Regions from separate parts of the Capra hircus genome. Here region 2 is linked to region 1. The links are chromatin contacts, called in public Hi-C maps. All regions are on one chromosome and are shown on one strand. The core of a region is the stretch at or near the end of the contact, and the rest is flanking DNA. Distances in the headings are between cores, read along the strand shown. Region 1 overlaps CMSS1 (protein CMSS1). Region 2 has its middle 17 kb from the start of TBC1D23.

Region 1 (5,487 bases), core at 2,227-4,726:
GTGCACGCATGCATGCTAAGTCGCTTCAGTCTCTGTGTGACCCTATGGACAGCAGCCCACCAGGCTCCTCTGACCACGGGATTCTCTATGCAAGAATACTGGAGTGGGTTGCCATTTCCTTCTCCAATGCATGAAAGTGAAAAGTGAAAGTGAAGTCACTCAGTCGTGTTCAACTCATAGCGATGCCATGGACTGCAGCCCACCAGGCTCCTCCATCCATGGGATTTTCCAGGCAAGAGTACTGCAGTGGGGTGCCATTGCCTTCTCCTTATCTGTGCTGGTACACCCCAAAACCAGACTTCAGAACAGATGCTACTGTAAAATAGTTAAACTATTGGATTTAACACCACACCTCTAATACAACCTTCACTTGTGTTGCTGGTGATCTTTCTACAACCCTGTCCTGACCATGGCAATTCTCCAGTCCCTCGCCTCAAAAGCACACTTATTTGGCATTTACATTACTGAGTAGCACAAATCCAGACTTTCAGTCAGGCCTCCACCTGTCACCTCCTCTCCCTTTGAAACTCTGGACGTAATGGGCGCCCTCAGCAGGACACTGGACTGGCCATCTCCTCACACACCACAGGCCTTCTAGCGCCAGGCCTTTGCTCATGCTGTTCCTTGGACAATAATGCTCTTCTCTCTTTGTTCCTTTACTGAAATCTTACTCCTACCTCAAGTGTCGATTCCTCCAGAAAATTCTTTATTTTTCTCGATTTTCCTGAGTTTCCAAATCATTTCTGTTTGTACTTTTATTATAGCACTTAATTTTGCCTCATTCTAGTCTTTTGTCACCCCTCTTACACTATAATCCTATAATCTCTTGAGTAAGAATAAGCTGTCATTTATTTTTTGAAACTCTCATATTAATGTTTCTCAAAATGATCGCATTTATCAGAATTACCAAGACCTCCACAGATTTCCACATCCCCAGACCTGTGAAATCCAGTGCAAGAATGTGCATCTTAACAAGCTGCCTGGCTCATTCTTGGGTTTATAAACATTAAGAACCACTGTACTACATTATCCAGGACTTAAATATTGCTGGTAACAGGAGCTCAGCAAAAGTGCACAGGTCTAACAACACACCTGGGGGCCACAGTTGACTTGCACTTGTTGTTTTCATAGAATCACTGAATGTCAGGGTCAAAAGACTTTATAGATGGTATAAATGCTTCATTTTTGAACAATTAAAAGACAGGACAGAATATGTTTTCAAATAAACTCTAAAAAAGAAAGACAATGAATAGACTAAGTAGGATGAGGGCAGAAAAGGATGTGTGAAGGTTTTCTGGGCCAGGGGTGGTTAGAAACACAGCTCAGTACCTGGCACTACCTGGTCAGCTGCTGCAACTGCTATGCTTAGCAATATGTTTCCAAGAATTAACTGGAGAGATGGGAGAGCAAGAGATAAAGCAGAAAAACAAGAAATGTAAAATAACCAAAGAAGACAAGTTATCGTTATGATCAAGAAATGAGTACCTGAAGAACAAAAAGAAAGAAAAAGTACAAGTAAAAAAGAAAAGAAAAAAGTAAAGATAATAATGTTGACATTAGTAACAACTAGCACTTTGGATGCGCCAGGGACTTTCCTACACAGTATCTCTACCCGCTAAGGAACTTGCAAGTAGGCAGTCTAATCCTAAGGGTTACAAGATGAGGAAACTAAGGTCGGCCACAGGCTGACTGGCTTGGTCAAGAGCACACAGATAGTGGTGCCAGAACCAGAATCGAGACCCACCCAGGTCTACCCGGCTCCACACCCAGTGCTCTAGTCACTAACCCAGGGCTGTTGTAAAATATAAGCTGGAGAATGATTTTTAAAAGTTACTTGGGTGTATGTAAGGGAAGGAGAAAGACAGGAGTGGGTACCAAAATAGAAGAAAAAGAAAAAAGCTGAGCTGAAAAACCTGACAGATGAATAAAAAGAAAGGGGATAAACAAAACAGTTCAAGGTTAGTATATCTGAACATTCTGTTTCTAAATGGGATGCTATGTGTCTGAACACAAAAATGGAAGTAACTAGGTTAGGAAGGATTTTTGAAAACTGTACTTCAATGCTTATTCTTGGACTACCCATGGTGTAATTACCACAGAAAGATTGGGAGGTGACTAGGTACAACCACAAACCATGTTACATTATAAAATGAAGGCATCAATTTCCTCTAGCCTTCACCTCAGAAACTGGACAACTCTTAAATATAAATCACAGCACTGCAGTTCTATTTAAATCCAAACGTTCTCTCACAAGACATTAGTGGGAATGAGCTAATGAAACTACAGAGTTTCCTTTTGAAGGACCGTTTGCCATATAAAACTAAAATTTTAGTGACAAAGTTTTATTGTATAATGAGGAAGTTCTGAGAAAATCAAGAGAAAAACGCCAAAGCAGCATATGAAATTCTGGGCTATCTGCCAGATTCATTATCTGCTGTTTCCTTTAAAAAAAAAAAAAATTAGCAGTGATTTACCAAACAATACAAAAGACAAAAGGCAATTATATTCCAAAGACATTTTTTCTCATTTTAGCATTTCCTTCTTTTCATCACCATATCCATCATCATTACTTATGTACTTTCCCATAAACAGAGATAAAAACAAAAATACAAAACACTGTCATTCTGATAACACCAGGGCCTTGACCAAAGCATTCCATAGCTGGGTCCCTAAGCGAGTCAGGCAGCCCTGACTCCGCCCCTCCCTTGCCTACCCCAGTGACCACAGATGAAAACCACTCAAGGTCTCTGGAAGTCCTGAGCCTTTCAACCTCTAGAGTTAAAGGTGTAGTGAGGGCCCTGCAGTCCCTGGAGTCAAGAACACTCCTGAGGGAACACAGCTTTCTTACACAATATGTTGCCAATACATCTCCAAAAAGTTCAAAGTACTTACACAATTAATTTCATTTAGAGAAAAGGAAACATTCTGATTCCAGCTGTGTAACTAGGATCTGATAGTTTCCTCATACAAGGAAACTAATTTTGTTCCAGTGTTTGCCCTCCAGTATAGTGTGAAGGAGGACAAGGATCAAGTAGAAATTGGATTGCAGAACTGAGATTTTGAATAAAACATTTTCCCTTTCAGTACTTCTTTTGGTCATTAAGGCTCACTGCTATCTAATGACTTGCTGTAATCATAATCATATAGATAGCTCGGTTTCTTTTAAGAACCTACAGGCTAAACAAGCTAACATTTTAAGAACTTAATGAATTCTCCTTTTCTTTCTACTGTTACCTAAATATAAGTGAGGCCTCTGCCTCACTGAACTCAGCATCTTTTAAACTTGTAATCCATTCCAAACCCCAATCTCCATGTTAAACTGAGTTAAACATTAAAAAAAAAAAAAAAAACCCACAAACTTTTCTTCTATGAATGAGCTTTCCAACTTGCTTAATCTCCTCCAAGACATCTGCTTTCTGATGAAACCCAGGAACCTCCAATTCTTAATCACTGTGTGGTCTTAAAAGAGCCATATGCATCGATTCCTCCTTCAATATGCTCTCCAAATTCGGATAAAGCTTTCTTGGAGCTATTTGACACAGTGTTCTATAAAAATGATCCAAGAGATGACACATTTTAAAGCTCTCTACCTCATTTACTGAAACATGTCCAAGTATAAAATTCATACAAACAAAAAAAACATAGCTTTTTTCTTTAAGATTTGGGAATGAAATTTAGAGTTGTCCTAATAATATAACTAGCCTCTGCTGCCATCTAAAGGTAAAAACTATGAAGTGAGATCAAGAGTTATCAAGAAAACCAAAATTAACTTGCAGAATCAATGGTGTAGAAACAATGGGAACCCAGTAACTTTCAGGCAGCTGACCCTACCAATGACTATTCCAAGCCATGTTGTCTTTACAAACATGTATCAGTATAGCTCACCAGAAACAAGACCCATAAATACTGTCTTCAATACCAATTAGTTTATTGGACAGATTTCAGTTCTGACTAACCTGCTCATTCCACATTCCTAGACAATCTGAGTCGGGAGATTTTGAGATGGGATCTGCGCATCTGCAGTGCTTTAAAAGCCCCACAGGTGGTTCTGATGAGCATCTAGGACCACTGGGCCACGAAACACTAGCTTCTACAGTACTAAACCTCCCACACCCAAGCAGACAAGAGTTCTAGGTAGAAAGAAACCTTAAAGCTTATTATCTAAATGAGATTCAACTATGGCAGTGTTTATCAAAGTATGTCAGGCTGACCACCCTGCATCAGATAAATCACCTTGAGAGTTTATTTAAAATGCAGATTCCTGGGTGTATCCATAGACATTTAAATGAATTACAGTTTCCAGAGGTAAGGCCCAAGAATCCACAATTAAAGTAGAATCCCAACACAGATTTTTGTACACTAAACAGGACAACCGATCTAATTCTTGACAAAGGTAAAGGACATCACTGAAACCTATTTTGTAGAGGCTATTATTAATGCTGTGGTTATAAGGTCAGCCGACTTACTCATGGTTTGCACAATATGTTGATGTTCACAGAACTGTCCTGATCTCTTCAGTATTTATTTCCTTTTTATCCTTTAATATAACTTAGTGTGTGTTTTTTTTTAAACTATATACTTCTTAATTACAGAAAATGTAGTGTACAGAGAAGATATAAGAAAAATGGAAAACACTATAACTCCACTAACCAGAGTTAACCACTGATTTGTTGTTGTTCAATCACTAAGTTGTGTCTCACTCTTTGCGACCCCAGGGACCGAAGCTTGCCAGGCTTTCCTGTCCTTCCCTATCTCCTGGAGTTTGCTCAGACTAATGTCCATTGAGTCTGTGATGCCATCAAACCATCTCATCCTGTGTCGTCCCCTTCTCCTATTGCCCTCAATTTTTCCCAGCATCAGTGTCTTTTTCCAATGAGTTGGCTCTTCGCATCAGGTGGCCAAAGTACTGGAGCTTCAGCTTCAGCCATCAGTCCTCCCAGTGAATATTCAGGGTTGATTTCCTTTAGGATTGGCTAGTTTGATCTCCCCACTGGTGTATTTTCTCCTCAAATATACACAGTTAAAGCATGTATACAGTTTTAAATCCTGCTTTTAACATTTCCAGTAAACAGTTTTCTATATCTTCAAGAGCATCATTATTTAAAGACAGCATAATATTTTCATGTGATTACAGTGTAATTCATTTACTCTATACTGATTATTACAGCCTTAAACTATGTCCATTTTTCATTGTTATAAATAATGTTAAAACAAAGAGCCTTGCCTGCATTTGTGATTATTTCCTGGCAGGAGAATGGTATCAGAGTATCAATATTTCATTTGCTATGCTTGCTGTGCTGTGCTTAGTCTCTCAGTCATGTCCAATTCTTTGTGACCCCATGAACTGTAGCCCACTAGGCTCCTCTGTCCATGGGGATTCTGCAGGCAAGAATACTGGAGTGGGTTGCCATGCTTAGGATTAAGTATTAAAAAAAAATGTCAGTAAGAACACTAAAGCCTAACAACTCTCCTAGTGCCTAGGCATAG
Region 2 (5,487 bases), core at 813-3,312, 440 kb before region 1:
ACAGCGATAAATTGTTAGACTTTCTTCCACTAACCATGCATGATGCTTGTAATAAGAATAGGAGTGTGGAATGTTAGGAAAACCACTTTCAGACTTTCTTAAGTCACTGTCAGTAAAGGTGAGGTGAAAGTAGGTCAGAGCAAAGCAGGAAAAGATGAGGTGAACTGACTGTGCGCAAGGCATGTGGGGTGTATGTACACAAACAAGTGGACAGGGCCGTGCCCGTCTAGCCTCCTCTCCTAGCACCTTCCCCATCCCCTCACACTTGCCTCCTCTGTGTTCCTGGACTAAGCCTTTCAACACATGGCCTCTGCACATTCTGTCTCTGCCTTGAAAACACCCCCAAGCCCCAAACACACAGAGCTTCCAACATGCACACACCTTGCTCTTACTTCACATACCAGCTAAGCTGCCACTTCCCCCAGAGAAGTGATAGGATAGGACAGGCTTTCAGATTATAATAGCAGGCCCCTCTGTTGTATGAGTTCTTGGATACGTCACACATGATTTGCATGGGAAAACAAGAAATTTAAAATGGGAAAAGAGAAGGAAGGCAGAGACTGCCTTCCTTTCATAGTATTCATGTTTTGAAACTTTTCTTCTTCTTTCAAAAGATCCACATTATTTTTTGGATAATAAAGTAAAATCCACGTAAAAGTAGATCCGCATTATTTACTCTGCCTGCTTCTCCTACTTTTAAATGTACTTGTGGTTCTTCTTAGATATTTCCTATGAAGGGCAGCAAGAGAACCCAGAAATTGTTAGTAGATTGTTAGTTCCTGCAGCATCGTTTACAATTTCTCTTTGGACAAGTTCTTTCTGTGGTTGTTTATTGAGCACTTCAGCACGCATCAATATTAACTTCTGTTTGAGACCTGGGTGGAGATGACCTTCTCTGTCTCCCATCTTCCTATTTACACCTGTTCTACTCTCTTATGCAGTGAAAGCCCAGCCCATCACTGTGATTGTCAGTCTTCTGAGCAGTGGACTAACCCGAAGTGAAAGGGAAAGTGTTTTTTCAGTCGTGTTTGACTCTTTACCACCCTGTGGACTGTCTCTGTCCATGGAATTCTCCAGGCAAGAATTCTGGAGTGGGTAGCCATTCCCTTCTCCAGGAGATCTTCCTGAGCAAGGAACTGAACACGTGTCTCTTGCATTGCAGGCAGATTCTGTACCATCTGAGCCACCAAGGAAGCCCAAGGAGTTTTTTAAAGTGTGGGAATATATCCTCAGGGATTCTGACTCTGCTGATTTAGGATCAGACCCAAGCACAAGGGTGTTCTGAACGTTCCTTGGGTGATGCTAATGTGCAATCAGCATTAAGTACCATTGGCCAAAATTAATCTTGAAACAGAAACTCTATTTGGAGAACTGCAGAACATCTGACTTCTGGAAATCAAAGCCTGGGTGGTTGCAGTGGCCCTTGTCTCTTAGATGGTGTCTGAGTTGCTTCGTTCACAAAGGTAGAAGCTGAAGGCAGACATCATAAAGGGTGATGGCTGAAGCATCACCCTGAATCAAGGCTGATCACTTTGGACCCTAGCACTTGCTTGTAGGAAATAGCTTGATCACTTGAACAGCTGGAGTAGGGCAGGTGTTCATGCACAAGCAGACTAAATGCTTCTGGGGACCTATACTAACTTTCAGATTCTGTTCTCTGTCACTCATGTGTCTCAAAGACTTTCAGAACAAGCAAGTATGCTTTTAGGAGTTTAATGCATGGGGCACCTGAGGCCCTGGAAGGTTTATGCTTTATGCTGAAGGTTTATGGTTTATGCTGAAGAATATTCTTTAGCACAGTCCAGCTCCCTGGACTCCTGACTCCCAGAACTCCTGACTCCCAAACTCCAGAGGTTATCACCAGCTGTCCTACCTGAAGAAGGGCCTGAGTCCTAGTCCTGGCTCGGCCACTGAACAGATAGATGTGGGCCTCTTAAATCACCTCTTCACTCAGGGCTTTCGTTCCCTCCTTCCCTCGGATGAGCTCAGTTAAACCGTAGCCAAACCCCCTTCAGCATGAACAAGTGACACTAGGTGGCACTCATGTAACTCCGATGGGGAACGCTTGGCCCATGTGGGCTGTCAAGCTCCTGCCCCTGAAAAGATCCAAGGACAGGCGAAGCGCAGCTTGGGAAACAATGCATTTTATGAGGACTTCTTGGGCCTCGTTTCACCAAGACTTTTTGAATCTGTGAATGTCTGTTGTGTTTTACCAGATACTTTTTACTAATGTACTTCAGATTTCATATTCCTCTCCTTTTCATCATCTCAAATCTTTAAATGTTGTAGAGAAAACTATTCCCCATGGCTTAGCTACACACACATGCTTGTGTGACATAAAAGCGTGTGCTATTACCTTGCCAAGTTCTCCCTGTCATGTGCCACTACACGAGTAACTTCTAGGAAAGAGACTCGCTGTCCCAGCACCGAGCTTCAAGCAAATGGGATTCTTCCCTGCAACGAGTCGCCACTGGACACGGTGACCCAGACGTGGCTTTTGTTTGAAGCCTTGCTCCCCACAGCTGGTTTGTTCTCATGTTTCCAAGATGTTCATTCTGGTCCAGGTTCATTTCAAGTATGCAGTCTGGCTCAGCTTGAATTCAGGCCTTGAGCTTCATGATCAGGATATTATCTCAAAGGTGATGCTTTCTTCACTGACAAAAGTCACCTAAAACATCTTTCAGATGCTTCTTCACTCAAGGACCAGAGTAGTAGTGTGCAAGGATAAAAGTGAAAGTGTTAGTTGCTCAATCATGTCCAACTCTTTGCAACCCCATGGACTGTAGAAACAACAGCTGCTGCTGCTGCTGCTGCTAAGTCACTTCAGTCGTGTCCGACTCTGTGCGACCCCATAGACGGCAGCCCACCAGGCTCCCCCGTCCCTGGGATTCTCCAGGCAAGAGTACTGGAGTGGGTTGCCATTGCCTTCTCTGAGAAACAACAGACTGTTTCCAAATAGGAAAAGGAGTGCGTCAAGGCTGTATATAATCACCCTGCTTATTTAACTTATATGCAGAGTACATCATGAGAAACACTGGGCTGGAGGAAGCACAAGCTGGAATCAAGATTGCCGGGAGAAATATCAATAACCTCAGATATGCAGATGACACCACCCATATGGCCGAAAGTGAAGAGGAACTAAAGAGCCTCTCGATAAAAGTGAAAGAGGAGAGTGAAAAAGTTGGCTTAAATCTCAACATTCAGAAAACGAAGATCATGACATCCGGTCCCATCGCTTCATGGCAAATAGATGGAGAAACAGTGGAAACAGTGGCTGACTTTATTTTTGGGGGCCCCAAAATCACTGCAGATGGTGACTGCAGCCATGAAATTAAAAGATGCGTATTCCTTTGAAGGAAAGTTATGACCAACCTAGACAGCATATTAAAAAACAGAGACTACTTTGGCAGCAAAGATCCATCTAGTCAAGGCTATGGTTTTTCCAGTAGTCGTGTATGGATGTGAGAGTTGGACTATAAAGAAAGCTGAGCACTGAAAAATTGAAGCTTTTCAACTGTGGTGTTGGAGAAGACTCTTGAGAGTCCCTTGGACTGCCAGGAGATCCAACCAGTCCATCCTAAAGGAGATCAGTCCCGGGTGTTCACTGGAAGGACTGAGGTTAAAGCTGAAACTCCAATACTTGGGCCACCTCATGCAAAGAGCTGACTCATTGGAAAAGATCCTGATGCTGGGAAAGATTGAGGGCAGGAGGAGAAGGGGATGACAGAGGATGAGATGGCTGGATGGCATCACCGACTTGATGGACATGGGTTTGGGTGAGCTCCAGGAGATGGTGATGGACAGGGAGGCCTGGTGTGCTATGGCTCATGGGGTCTTAAAGAGTTGGACACGACTGAGCAACTGAACTGAACTCGACTGCAGGCTGCCAGGTTCCCTCTGTCCATGAGATTTCCTAAGCAAGAATACTGGAGTGGGTTGCCATTTCCTTCTCCAATCCAAGGGTATAGCAACAAAATAAACGTAGAGGACCTAAGTTTGGCATCCAAACCTGTGAGATCTGAGATTTAAGAAGTTTCATATTGTTAATTCATCTTGGGAGTAATAGGTAGATTTCAGTGACTTCACCCTCAATATAAAGGATCTTGAACTTGCATGAATGTCCTGGGTGAATTATAGTCATGACTTCCCAATGTAGCATGGTGTTAGAGTCAGAGTAAGGAAGTGAGGGTACATATGTGTGCACACTGGTGGACTATGAAGAGCTAAAGCCAAATGCTAATAGCAGTGGTGTTATGGGTAGCTTTCACTGTCATCTGTATCAGTTCAGTTCAATCGCTCAGTCGTGTCCGACTCTTTGCGACCCCATGAATCGCACGCCAGGCCTCCCTGTCCATCACCATCTCCCAGAGTTCACTCAGACTCAAACTCATCTGTATACATTTCTGTATTTCTCAAATTTCATTTAATGACTATGAAATTGTTTTTGCATTTTATTATTTCAAAGTTCAAGAGAAAAAAGAGGGAAAGAGAAAAGAATGATCAAGCAGGTTTCAGTAAAGAAACTGTTATTTGTAACTTACCTTGTTTGTGGTTTCTTTTTTTTTAAAAGAAACTAATAATAGTATGATTTCAAAAGGGGATTGTACTGTTTTGCCGCTGCTGCTAAGTCGCTTCAGTCGTGTCCGACTCTGTGCCACCCCATAGACAGCCTCCCATCAGGCTCCCCTGTCCCTGGGATTCTCCAGGCAAGAACACTGGAGTGGGGTGCCATTGCCTTCTCCAATGCATGAAACTGAAAAGTGAAAGTGAAGTCGCTCAGTCGTGTCCGACCCTCAGCGACCCCATGGACTGCAGCCTACCAGGCTCCTCCGTCCATGGGATTTTCCAGGCAAGAGTACTGGAGTGGGTTGCCATTGCCTTCTCCAATGCATGAAACTGAAAAGTGAAAGTGAAGTCGCTCAGTCGTGTCCAACTCTTAGCGACCCCATGGACTGCAGCCTACCAGGCTCCTCCGTCCATGGGATTTTCCAGGCAAGAGTACTGGAGTGGGGTGCCATCGCCTTCTCCAGTACTATTTCGCTAGGATGTAGAAATTACTTGACTCTGGGGTGATCCACTGACAGTGAAGTAACATCTGGAAACACCTCACATTAACATTACAATTTTCCTAAACATACATGAAAGGAATTGCTAAAATGAATACAAATATTTAGAATAATTTTTAATTCTCCTCTTGTTTACACAATATGTACTATGTTAAGGGTGAAGCTGTTTTCAACTATGATGTTTTACTTTTCTGCTTTATGCTAATTCTACAAAGCTTGGCAGATCCCCAACTGTGACTTCTTTTAGGACTTTTTGTTGCCACTCTTCATTCTGCTTAACATTCCCCCGGGGGTAAAGAGCACCAAGCTTGGAAACGATCTGGAGCAAGGTTCTAATCCACCTTTGGTACAGCCCAGGAGTGTAAGCACGGTCAGCTTACTTCAGTGTCGTGGGTTTCAGGTTTTCCATTTCTAAAGTGAA

Evidence for each region. Hi-C and Micro-C count contacts between places; a contact is called where the count stands out from the background.
Region 2: a Hi-C map of liver shows a contact between it and region 1, with 4 times the contacts expected there. The contact joins two enhancer-like sites. A contact is called at or near these places in 2 of 5 Hi-C or Micro-C datasets (blood and liver).

The regions. Positions count from the first base shown.
Region 1 is chr1:43,894,245-43,899,731 of ARS1.2, reverse strand. All of the region lies in intron 1 of CMSS1 (protein CMSS1), which reads right to left. Among named protein-coding and RNA genes, the nearest start is that of CMSS1, 16 kb to the right of the region's middle. Within about 2 kb of position 3,476, at least 1 of the 5 cell types and tissues checked has an H3K27ac peak or open chromatin away from gene starts, as enhancers often do.
Region 2 is chr1:44,336,051-44,341,537 of ARS1.2, reverse strand. No RefSeq gene overlaps it. Among named protein-coding and RNA genes, the nearest start is that of TBC1D23, 17 kb to the left of the region's middle. Within about 2 kb of position 2,062, at least 2 of the 5 cell types and tissues checked have an H3K27ac peak or open chromatin away from gene starts, as enhancers often do.